Regions from separate parts of the Mus musculus genome. Here regions 2 and 3 are each linked to region 1. Evidence: chromatin contacts called from public ChIA-PET and HiChIP or PLAC-seq data. All regions are on one chromosome and are shown on one strand. The core of a region is the stretch at or near the end of the contact, and the rest is flanking DNA. Distances in the headings are between cores, read along the strand shown.

Evidence for each region. ChIA-PET counts read pairs in DNA pulled down with a chosen protein or histone mark. HiChIP or PLAC-seq counts read pairs in DNA pulled down with a chosen protein or histone mark.
Region 2: an RNA polymerase II ChIA-PET map of effector CD8 T cells shows a contact between it and region 1, with 84 read pairs. The contact joins two enhancer-like sites. A contact is called at or near these places in 3 of 115 datasets of contacts at active chromatin or transcription factors (CD8 T cells, effector CD8 T cells and memory CD8 T cells) and 1 of 9 other capture datasets (adipose tissue).
Region 3: a BATF HiChIP or PLAC-seq map of CD8 T cells shows a contact between it and region 1, with 8 read pairs. The contact joins the promoter of Tigd4 here to the enhancer-like site in region 1. A contact is called at or near these places in 3 of 39 promoter capture datasets (macrophages, neutrophils and trophoblast stem cells), 1 of 15 datasets of contacts at CTCF or cohesin (CD8 T cells), 4 of 484 Hi-C or Micro-C datasets (CD4 T cells, the G1E-ER4 cell line, the N1E-115 cell line and 1 more), 6 of 115 datasets of contacts at active chromatin or transcription factors (CD8 T cells, bone marrow-derived macrophages, effector CD8 T cells and 3 more) and 4 of 9 other capture datasets (adipose tissue, embryonic stem cells, liver and 1 more).

The regions. Positions count from the first base shown.
Region 1 is chr3:84,677,141-84,681,149 of GRCm38.p6, reverse strand. All of the region lies in intron 1 of Tmem154 (transmembrane protein 154), which reads right to left. Among named protein-coding and RNA genes, the nearest start is that of Tmem154, 13 kb to the right of the region's middle. Within about 2 kb of position 2,324, at least 92 of the 459 cell types and tissues checked have an H3K27ac peak or open chromatin away from gene starts, as enhancers often do. A contact at or near this core is called in CD8 T cells, the G1E-ER4 cell line, adipose tissue and 3 more, where this site is marked.
Region 2 is chr3:84,768,523-84,772,531 of GRCm38.p6, reverse strand. The region is part of intron 2 of Gm40079 (a long non-coding RNA gene); the gene reads right to left. Among named protein-coding and RNA genes, the nearest start is that of Gm40079, 26 kb to the right of the region's middle. Within about 2 kb of position 1,736, at least 34 of the 459 cell types and tissues checked have an H3K27ac peak or open chromatin away from gene starts, as enhancers often do. A contact at or near this core is called in CD8 T cells, effector CD8 T cells and memory CD8 T cells, where this site is marked.
Region 3 is chr3:84,591,530-84,595,538 of GRCm38.p6, reverse strand. It overlaps Tigd4 (tigger transposable element derived 4), which reads right to left and starts at 1,965. Exons shown (of 1, transcript NM_207278.2): 1 at 1-1,965. The coding sequence starts at 1,761. The coding sequence ends at 220.

The sequences.
Region 1 (4,009 bases), core at 1,075-3,574:
CTCTCCCTACAGCACACCCTGACAGGCTCAAATGTATTTTCCACCAGACTCTCCAGTGTCTGTTTAAGTAAAAGAGAGCCTAGAGTTCTTTCTGCCTCTGCCTCTTTCCCTTCTTTTAAAATTAATTTTGTGGTAGGGGGACGGGACCCAGGGTCACTTGCATGCTAAGCAAGTGCTCTACCACAAAGGTAAACCCCAGAGTGCTCTCTCTCTCTCTCTCTCGCTCACTCGCTCGCTCTCTCTCTCTCTCTTATGCAGGCCTTCATTTTCAGAGACTCCTATGATAACCTTCCATATCACTCTCCATGTTCTAGTGGGGTTTAACCTCATAAAAGCCCCCAGATAAATAATAGTAAATGGGCCGAAGGAGTGTTTATTGATTGCTAGACTAAACTCCGCCCCTCCCACGGCACATGACACCCCATGTCTTCTAGTCTGACCTTTATAACTTCAGTGTCCACACTTTGCAGATGAATATATGAAATTATCTTTCCCCAGGGAGTAGTCCAGTCTCTTGAGCTAAATTCCATGAATGCATAAAGAACCTGTTTGTTAGTTTATTGTCTTTTTGAAAGTAAATGGAGCCAAGAGTGGTGGTGCATGCTTTTAATCCCATGCACCACCAAGACAAGCCTGGCTCAAAAACTGGCAGATCTCTGAGTTCAAGGCCAGCCTGGTTTACAAAGCGAATTCCAGGACCCAGGATGGCAAGAACTACACAGAGAAACCCTGACTTAAGAAAAAAAAAATAGTTAGAAAACCGGAAGCAAGAAAACCAAGGTGGGACTCAGACTCAGCACAAGAACCAGAGGTGCTAAAGTGGTGGTGGATGGAGCTAGCAGAAGGCAGCTCAGGGACTTTCCCCCAAAGCTCCCACACACACCCCGCCACTGAGTTAAAGCAGCTTTTAACCCAATGGAAGTCGGGGAGCCCCTAAACCGCCGCTCAGCCTCAGGCAACCCCATGGGCTCTAGCACTTGCCTTTGCTTTGTGAAGAACGGCAATAACTGGTGCCATGTCACACAGCACTAGAGTCTAGCACCTAGCACCCTGGCCATAAAACAGATCTCCAGAAAATGAGCGCTACCTAGGTTAAGTAAGCTCCACGGGGCTTTCAGGTTTTCTTCTTTTGCCTCAGACACCCTACATATCCACTCCTTCCCCGACTCCATGTTCATAACGAAGGAACCCTGGAAGAGCCCTTCCCATTTTAGAACTTGTTCCCTAAAAGTGCTCCGGAAGGCAGGTGAGTGGGTAAGTGCCGTGCCTTCTCAGCCTGGGGCACAGACACCAGGGCGGCATACCTGATGTCAACTTTGTTCGTCTACCTATCTTCTTTCCTGGTGTGCTTCTTGGTTGTCCCTCGGGAGTTCCGCCCACCTGCTATAACTTCCTCATTTATTCTCATATTTCGGGGCTAACAATTTGGATATTATTCAGGACATGAGTGGTGGGGATGGGGATAAAATTGGCAGAGCTGAGGGTGGGGTGAGGATACAGTGGGTGTGGAAAGAAGAGGTGTCAGCAAGCAAAAGGCAGAAGAAACCCTGAAGGCAGTGTGTGAAATGCAGGTAGGCCTTGCCTGCCACCGGTCAGCAGGGCTCCAACAGGAGTGTTCTGATGGCTGGCCTGGTCATGGTTATATCAAGTGACCCCATCCCAAACTTCCCAGAGCTCCTTCATTTCATCATTTCTCCTTCTGGTCCTTAAAGAATGACTCAATGTCACCTTTTAACATCACAATGTCACTGTCAGAAACTTGAAGGTAGGCTACATCTCATCATCTGACTGTTCGGCCCTGAGTCAGCAGATACTAAAGAAGGCTCACTTACAAATGCTTGTTGACGGTATTTATGCAAACACATCTGGGACTCACAGGGTGCACATCTGGTGAGGACCCCGGAGAAAATCTTTGTGAGTCGGGGAAGAAATGAGATGAGGTCTGATAGCTCCAGTATCTGAGCCTCACGCATGCCTGTGTCATCGTCCTGAGGACAGCCACTGAGTGGAAATGAGTTTGCTTCTTGGTGAAGCAAGCCAGCTAACTTCTCTCTTTTTTTTTTTTTGAAAGTGGAACAAATGTGTAATCGAGATCTCTAGGTTTTGTGGTTGCTGCTGTGCTGTTAAGCTAGTGCTAGAGTGAGGATAAAGAGCATGTGGTTGGATGGTGCTGGGGACCTTTTGCTTGCTAAGCATGTGCTCTACCACTCAGTACACCCTGACCCTTCTTGGTTTTGAAATGGGGAGTACCCCCACTTCCCTGCTAAGGACCCACAAACTAAAGCAACAATAGAAGAGGGCTTCCTAATTCAGGATATCGTGCCCTGTGCTGGGCCTGTTCTTGCCTTTGTTGATTTTGCCGAGTGTGTGCCCCAATGACTTAGGTACTTATAACTCAGACAGTGAAATGGAACAAGGCACACCTGGTGTCCTGTGCTCTCTCTCCTGTTCTGTGGACTAACCGACCACATGTGTGACTTTGAGGATACTCAAGAAACTAAACCCAAGAGTTCTACCTAAGTATCACCCCTGACATCTGCATGGAGCAAAGAGTGAGGAGCCCAAAGTCTGTTAGAAAAAGATTAAAATAATAGCTAAATAAATAAATAGGAAACCAAGTGGGTATAGGGATATAGCTCAGGTGATAAAGGCTTGTCCGGCGTGAAGCCCTGGGTGTAACTTCAGCTCTGGGGAAAACTAAGCATGCCTGCAGTCCAAGCTCTTTGGAGGTAGAGGCAAGAAGATCACAAGTTCGAAGTCATCCTTGACTACTACGCGAGCTCCTGTCTCAAACAATAAAGTTCAGAAGCCAAGGTCATCTTTGCCTTAGCTGCACATTCCCACTGCCTGAGCACCTTGCATGCCTGATACTCAGGTCTCACTCACATGGTATCTATATCAGAGGCTGGGATGAAGGCTGGGAGAATTACCTGCAGGGGAATGCAGGGTGCAGTCAAGGTTGAGACCAACCTCTAAACTCTCTGCTTCTAGCCCTTCCTTGGGCTAACAACTCAACTCACTCTTGTTCTGCTGTTCGTTCTGTAAACTTGACAAGACTCAAACTCAAGGCCCTGGAAACCTAGGACCCAACTCTCTCAGCTGAACTTGATGCTTAAGGTTATCATTGAAAGCTGAGTTTCTGGATGATGCTGGGCAGATATATCATGACAGGAGCACTCCCCTTCCTGAATAAGTCTGAGAGATGGGAACCTGAGTCTCCCCGAAAAGGTCTGCTGATGGCATGGCATGGTGGTTTAAGCCTCCAGTCTTTGGAACTATCCAGGAAGCTTCATAAAGCATAGACTGCCAGGTTCTTCTCCCAGAGTCCTGACATAGTGGGTTTGAGTTAAAGCTCAAGACAGTTCACTGGTCTGAGAGTTGTTGCCTAAATAATTTCATTTTGTGATTAATAATGATCAGTTGTCCCAACAGCTATTTTCCCGCAGTTTCACCAGTTACTTGATGCTGTGTAGGGATGTATCCTGGGTAACAGGATGTATGTCTAGAAGCAGTCCTAGGACCTTCCTCATGCTACACACACACACACACACACACACACACACACACACACACACAGAGTCCTCTGGTGAGTGATAGCCCTAGTCCTAATAATATTTCCTTAAAGTCTTCCTAGATGACTCTGGTAAATAAGCTTGCTGGCCTAAGAATTACTGAATTAAACCATGAGTGAGTGGACAGTGTCTTAATTTGCTGTGACTCACAATGACAGACTTATTAATTTAAGTGTGATTGGGAGCCACATGCCAAAAGGAACCTTGGGAGCAATCTGAATAGGTACATACACCATTAATCAGTTATTTTTTCTAGTGATCACTTTTTCAAAATTAATTGTTTTGCATTTGTGGTACCTGATTATAGGGTGGCCAGGAACAAAACTGGAACAAATGACCGTGGCAGACATACTGGGTACCAGCCTGGGTGTGGAGGATGACTGTGTGTGACACATGAGAACACTCTTGCCAAGTAGAAGGATGGAACATTGGGACAG
Region 2 (4,009 bases), core at 487-2,986, 92 kb before region 1:
AATTTCTGCATTTAGCAGGCTGAAGCAGGAAGATCCCACGTTCCACGCAACCCGAGTAACATAGGGACAACTTGTCTTCTTCGACGTGAAACATAAAAAAGGCGAGGAAGCTTCTGGAAGCTCAGACTTTTAAAGGGAGGTCAGAGGCTCAGGCTGAAGTGCTAACTACAGGGTAGGTCATTTCAAGGAAATATGAGGTTGCCCTGGAGCTCTGCCATCTGCCTGAACAGTTTGATGGCACATTCTCAGATCCCAGGGTGAGGCTCTGCCCTGCAGATAAGCACTCCAGTCCAGGACCAGTGCTGGCATCCTGAACTGCTGAGGCAGCCCTCATCTCCCCCATAGCTTATCTGTCTATCTCTGCCGACCAGGAGCCTCTGTCACTGTCCTCCTCCACACCCCACCCCCAGCTCTTAGCTTCAATAGAGGTGACGACACCCTCCTTCCCTTTTCCTCCCTATATTAGTCACAGTCATTGTGACAAAATGCCTGAGGTAATCAACATTTTTTTTCTTGTTGTTTTGCTTTGTTTTGTTTTGAGACAGAGTCTCATTATGTAGCTCTGGCTGTCCTGGAACTCGCTCTGTAGACCAGACTGGCTTCAAACTCACAAGAGATCTGCCTGCTTCTGCCTCCTTAATGCTGGGATGAAGGCATGAGCCATCAATGCCTAGCAAGGCAATCAACTTTTAAAAAGAAAAGTTTACTTGGTTCACGGTTTTAAAAAAAATTCAGTCAGTGGTCACATGACTGTGTTGCTTTGGGCCTCTGGTGGCATGGGACCAAGAATAAGAATAAGGCCAATGGTTGAGTAGACTGTTCACCTCCTTCAACCAGGATGCTGACAGAAGGAGGGGAGGAGGAAGAGGAGGAAGAGGAGGAGGAGGAGGAGGAGGAGGAAGACCTAACTTGCTCTAAGCAAGTCCCCACCACCCAGTAGCACGATATAGAGATGTTTGGTCTGTGTAACCCTGGCTGTCCTGGAACTCACTTTGTAGACTAGGCTGGCCTCGAACTCAGAAATCTTCCTGCCTCTGCCTCCCAAGTGCTAGGATTAAAGGCATGCACCACCACTGCCCGGCTTAAGAGTGCCCGGCACTCTTAAGAAGGAATCAGGCCCACATTCCCATTAAGAATTCTGCCACTTAAAAAAGGAGGGAAGAGCCAGTCAGAAATTCCATCTGAAAGTGTAATCACAAACTCTCTGTTTAACAAAAATTCAAGAAGTAGGGGTTCTGTAGTCGTTTGTATGAGACAGGGTCTCACTCTCTAGCCCAGGCTGTCCTAGAGCTCACTGTATAAATCAGTGTAGCCTTGAACTCACAGAAATCCTCCTGCCTCTGCTCCTTCGGACAGGATTAATGAGAACAGCCACATCTGGCAAACAAAGAAATGTCTTACATTGTTCATTCTTCTTTCGTTCATTCCTTCCTTCTTTCCCCCTCTCTTTTTCTCCCCTCCCTCTGTCTTGATCTCTTTACTTTTAGTCTTGCAGTCTTGCTATGCAGCGCAGGCACGTTAGGAATTCATGATCCTCCCACCTTAGTTTACCAAATGCTGGATGACAGTCCTGCTCTCTTGATTCATGAATTAGTAATAGGAGCACAGGGCAGTGTGACCTTTTAATCCCAATAGTCTGGAGGCAGAGGCAGGCAGATCGCTGCGAGTTCCAGGCTGCCCAGTGCTACAAGGTGAAACCCTGTCTTAAGAGAATAAAAAATATATGTGGAAGGCAGGGTGAGGAGAGGGGAGATGAAAGGGAAAACAAAACAACCCCACCCCAAACCCAAACTTAACAGATGTGAAAACGAAACAACCAGAAACCACTGGCTTCAGAAAAAATATATAAAAACTAAGATGAAAGAAACATCTTGCCGAGTGGGAAAATAAAAGCAAAAAATATTTCTGGTATGTGTAAACCAGTCTTGCTCACAGAGATGCGCAAGCACACGAGAAGCAGCTGACATGGAAGCACAATGGTTTCAGCTCCAGGCAGCTACCAGGTACTAAGCCCCATTGCTTGAAAGCCAGAGTCCAGCAAAGAAAATACAAATGTAACCCTTGGCTTACCCCAACCACCATGTGCCTCTGTTACCAGCTTCATCAATCTGCTGGTACAGCCCTGAAGAAGGCATCCCAGGAGACTCTGCCAGTACCATATCAGACTGATACACCGGCTGGCAACTCTTATAGGTCAAAGAGGACAAACACCAGCTATCCCAGCTGATTCACACCCTCTTCATCACAGGAGTAAGGATGTATAACCTCTTGATGGTTCTACCATGACCATCACAGTCTTGGGAGCAAACGTTCAGAGAATGAGCTATCAGGATCAGAAGTGAAGTACTATCTTCAACTTAGATTGACCCCTAAACTTCAGCTGGGCTTGTGCTCTGCTTTTTGGCCCAGTGCTTTTGATAACATATTAAGGAGGGAGTTTTGACACCAGAAGGACCAAGTTAAAAGGGAGGAGACAGAAATGCTCCTGGGGGAATGTCCATATGTTCTGGACTTCAGAGGGCTTTGTAGTACATGTACCCATAACCAAAGCAGACCACTCCACCCCTTCTGTGGCAATAGATACTTTCTATTCTATTTGCTTTTTTTATCTCATTAATAAATGCTGGTAGATACTCAGCATACATTTTATGACCCACACATGAATGTAGTGTAGTTTGAAAGTGACCACTCTCTTGGGAGGACGCCTGCTGCTTAAATCTTTAAAATACAAATGGAAGCTTATTAAACTGGCCCTCTGGAGAAGGGTGTGCCTGTGTTCCTGGATGTGCGATGACCTTGTCCCCTGGGCCTGCTCTTGTCCTTTGTCTTAACATTCCGAACTTGGCTGACAGTGGTTCAGCTTTCCCACACTGTGGGCTCTGCCTCGCTCACCACGGGCTCTAACTTCCCCCGCTTGGAGCAGGACAGCTGTCTTTGGCCTTTGGCTTTGCTGTCCTCAGACTGTGGTCTTTAGCTCCACCCAGCCCTTCCTGGCCAGAGATTCCTGTAAATTGTGGGTATGGTCATGGCATGAAACGGTGACTTCAGACACTCATTAGTTTGCCATTTTAGTAATTCCAAGTTTTCATACATCCATGAAAATGCAAGATACAAGCAGCATGCTCACATACCAGAGAGTCTCGGCCCCAGTGCCCTAACTAGCCATTATGTCAGTGATAAAGAGGAAGAAATGACACAATTACACTTCCCAAGTGTAAAATTTTTTAGTGTCCATCTTATTCCTCAAGATGTATTTAGGTCAGAATTTCTTCTTTTACTCATACTTTCTATTTAACTGGTGGCTATTCAATTCGTCACAGCCTCCCTCAAGTTAACCCGAGATCAATAAGAGCTCAGGCCTCTTCACCAAGTGGCTTCTGAGAATAATTTCCTGAATGAATAAAAGTAAGTGAGTTGTTTTTGTTTTGGTTTCGTTTTATGAAAAGATCATACTGGCCTTTTATTTTAAGGCTTGTCCCTTTGCCTTTGTAAGATTCTCAGAAGAATAGATAGAAGAAATCTTTTTTGTTTTAAGGGTCTCATTTAGTCAAGGCTGTTCCTTGAACTTGTTGCGTGGCAGAAAATGACCTTAAATTTTTGGTCCTTCTGCTTGCACCTCCCAGATGCTGGGGTTACAGGCATGCATTGCTATGTGTGTCTTAAGAAACAAGGTCTTAGCCAGGTGTGGTGGCGCACACCTTTAATCCCAGCACTCAGGAGGCAGAGGCAGGCAGATTTCTGAGTTCGAGGCCAGCCTGGTCTACAAAGTGAGTTCCAGGACAGCCAGGGCTATACAGAGAAACCCTATCTCAAAAAAACAAAACAAAACAAGGAAGGAAGGAAGGAAGGAAGGAAGGAAGGAAGGAAGGAAGGAAGAAAGGAAGAAAGAAAGGTTTTCACAAAACAAGGAAGGAAGGAAGGAAGGAAGGAAGAAAGGAAGAAAGAAAGGTTTTCACACCTGCACAGGGGTGACAGGCATGTGCTACCAGACCTGGCTGTCAGCTCTCTT
Region 3 (4,009 bases), core at 716-3,215, 85 kb after region 1:
TTTTTATTCTCCCCAAACCTGCTAAACGGAATTTTGCAGTTTTACTTAGTCATTCTTTACTAGGGAGCCCCCGCTATGCAGATCAAAGGCTCTGCAGTTAAGCCACCGATTATTATCAAGCTTTCTCTTTTCTTGTTTAAGCGATACTTTCTGTTTACATTCCTTGGGTAATAAGATACCCGAGGAAAAGTTACTGCTCTGCAGCCGAACAATACGTGACTACTTAGGTGACAAAGCGTTAATAAAGTTTTCAAGGTCTGCTAAAGAACCGTGAAGTTCATCATTCAGGTCGTGACTTCTAAGAAACCTTTTCAGAGTGCCTACAGCTGAGAGCGCGTCCTTCTTGGATGGTGACGGCAGATCCACTTCTAGCGCCCCGCTGTCCTCCTCCTCTTCATCGGAAGTATAAAGACCAGTTTCGTCTTGCTTACTTTCTCCGGCCCACTCGGCATCATCTTTCTGGGTGGCTTCACAAGTCTCCAGGTCCTCATCCAGGGCAGCGTATTCCTCTATGGACAAGCCTTCAAGAAACTCCACTCCTGCCCCCACTGCATGGGCAGTCAGGTCAAGAGCAACAGCAGCATCTGCATTGGCTGTGTCATTTTCTCCCTTTGGAGACCTGAATCCTGCTTCTTCATAGCTTTTAACAATAGTCTCTGGAGTTACAGCTCTCCAGCAGAGATGCAATGTATCAACTGCATCTAGAAGAGAAAATGTAAACTCTTTGCTACTTTCGACTGAACTTAAAAATTTCTTGATAAGACAATGCCGATATTTGATTTTAAGGCTTTTAATAACACCTTGATTCATAGCTGCAAACCCGGAAGACAAGCATGACGGGAAGAATGCCAACTCAATGGACTTTAGGTTTTTCACTTCCGGATGTGCGGGGCAAGAGTCAACAAAAATCACCACTCTTCGTTTCTGGGCTTGGAATTTCTCATCCAGCTTCTGCATCCACTGCTCGAATATGGCTGCGGTCATCCACGCCGTTCTGTTAGCTTCATAGTACACAGGCAATGATTTTATGCCCTTGAAACAACGCGGGGCTCGGTTTTTCCCGATGATCAGCAAAGGGAGCTTCTCAGAGCCATCCATATTTGTTCCGAGTGCCAGCGTTATCCTGTCTTTGCACAACTTTCCAACTGAGCATGTTTCCCCTTTGAATGCAAAAGTATTTGTAGGTAACATTCGATAAAGCAACCCAGTCTCTTTTACATTGAAAACATTTTTAGGATGATAATCATTTAAGTAATAAGGTAGCACATTTTGGTACCACACAGTGGAAGGGTCTATAGATATACCCGTGGCTTCTACGGGTTGTGCTCTGAATACTAAGCCATACCTGGACTTAAAACGATCCAGCCAACCATTGCTGCACTTAAAATCATTGTGTCCCAGCTTCTGGGCAAAATCATTAGCTTTTAGACGCAACATCGGGCCATTAACTGGAACGTTTAGACACTGAGCAATCCGATACCACCTCATCAATGCTTCTTCTAGATCCGTATAAAACGCTGTTCTCAGTCTTTTTCTCTTCGGATCAAATCTCAAAGACTCAAAGGCTTCTAGAACTTTGTCTTTGTTTTTCATAATGGAAGACAATGAATTTTTCTTTATGCCATATTCAGCTGCAATCTCTGCCTTTTTCTTGCCACTTTCCACTGCATTTATGATGTCAATCTTCTCCTCGATGGACAGGCTCTTCTTTTTCTTCACGGTTACGGGCTGAGTCCCGATATCCACAGAGGCTTCTGCCATCTCAGATGCGGCTTGTGCAGACCTTGGCTCTGAGCTCCTGGTGTAAGTTTCCGTAATCAAATTTGGTTTTCAGTAGGATACAGAGCAGGGCTTTCTACCTATCATTTCCTGTATTAAAGTTGGTAAGTACCAACAGTCTCATTCTCTAGGAAAACAACCACTAGATACATCTTTTCCAAAAGTCTGAAGAAAAATTCTATATGCGGTTAGAAGAGGCACCACCTTCTTAGGATCTTGTGTGGCTCAATTTATAGTTCTTCAGAGTTCCAGAAGTCAGGCTAAAATAGGAATGTCATTATGTCAAACCTGCCCAGTCCTGCTGGGGTATTTTTGGAGCTGCAATCCTTTAAGACGATTCATTTTATCCATGCATGTCTTGTACTAAATTCTCCACAGCAGGTTCAGAGATAAGAAACATTAAAAAATGTTCATGGAAAGATATCCCAGCTTAAGTTCTAGTTTCTTCAAGGGTACAGAATGAAAAAAAAAATGGCACACTCCTTCTACTTCTTGAAAATGCCAGGGGAAAAGGCAGAAGTTTAGCAATGTGGAAACTGGATACTGCCATGCTCAGAGCGACAATGAAAAGGAAGGGAAGAAGTTTCTGGAAATGTAGTAACCAAAGCTTCCAGACGGATGCTTGCTTCCCGAATGGCCTCGCCATTAAAAGCTCTGCTCTGTGGCTTGCATCCCCCGCTTGTGCTTTGCAATACATACTTCTAAAGTACATTGGACAAATTTAATCTGCTTTGAAAATTGTTTGTGCATGCCAAAACTAAAGAACTAAAAATGATCCTGGATAGATTCTTGGTGGCTATTTTCTACATGAGGTCACAGACTGTACCCTCTGGCTCTACAAGAAAAAAAATAACTACAGACTGCAGTCATGAGCTCAATTTTTAATAGCACATGGGAGACGGTCTTCTTCATAGGAGTCTGCTAGAAATACTTCATTGAAATACTCAATTCAGGTGATGACTATATTCCATTAAAACGTCTAAACCCTATGCTCCCTCAAAGCTAAATAAAATCCAATAATTTTTACATCAGTTTAGTATAGTCTATGAATATAAACAGGTCAGTGTTGAGAACATGCTTCATAATAAACACGTTGTTAAGGAATATAATGTAGAAAATTATCTAGACTAAAATAAGAGAGTAGAGTGATCATGTTTCTTACCCTTTCAGGCCCTCTATGTTGGTTTGTCTATGTGTGGAAAAGTGACTTGCCATAGTATGGATCTTGAGAAGTGACCACTGTTAGAACTTAAGTGGTCCTGGGTCTTAACCATTAAAGCCTCGGCCGCTTTACCTGTAAAAGGGGAGAAACCACAGGACTGACTTCATACTGCTGCTGTGTACTTAGTAAGGCTCAGTGAATTTCCTAAGAGGCACTCAGAATAGCTTCTCTCTCTCTCTCTCTCTCTCTCTCTCTCTCTCTCTCTCTCTCTCTCTCTCTCTCCCTCCCTCCCTCTCTTTCTCCCTCCCTCTCTCCCTCTCTCCCTCCTCCTCTCTGTCTCACACACACATCTTTGCACATAGACCAGCTGGGCCTCAGACTTGCCATCCTCTTGATTCAGCCTCTCAAGTGTTGGCTAGGTCTAACAACAGGAAACCACCATGCGCAGGATAACTTAATAGTTGAAGAAAGTGTCCAGCGAATGTGGGCTGATGCTTTCATTATCATGGTCTTCTCTTTTCAATTTTTTCAGCTCTAAATTGCAGATTGGGGGCAGGAATGGCACTTAAAAATAGACTAGAAACGGTGGCGTGAGGGGGGGGTCAGAGGAGGATGTTGGATTTCCTCTTCTTTACTCTCTGTCTTCTGCCTTTCCTTTCTTGAGACAACGTTTTCCATTGAACCTGGAGCTCACCGTTTTTCATCTAGGCTGGCCATCTGTCTCCATGCCCACCCCCAGCATCCAAGTTACAGGTGCATGAAGCTACGCATGTTTTTTAGGTAGATGCTAGGCTCTAACAGAGGTAGGTAGGTCTTCATGCTTGAGCAAGTACCCTTAGCTGGTGAGTCCTCTTCTTTTGCCAAGACTCATTCTTCTTAAGCAGTAGCATGAGATCAGCCAGGGGTTCCAGGCAGGTTCACACTCACCTCCCAGACACCAGCTCTCTTGCCAGAATCTATCTATTCTGGGCATGCTGTGGCCAAGTCAACAAGAAGCTAATTTGATAAGTGAACATTATTATGCGGACACCCCAGTCTTCCTGTTGTGTCTCCAGCTTCCGAGATGAC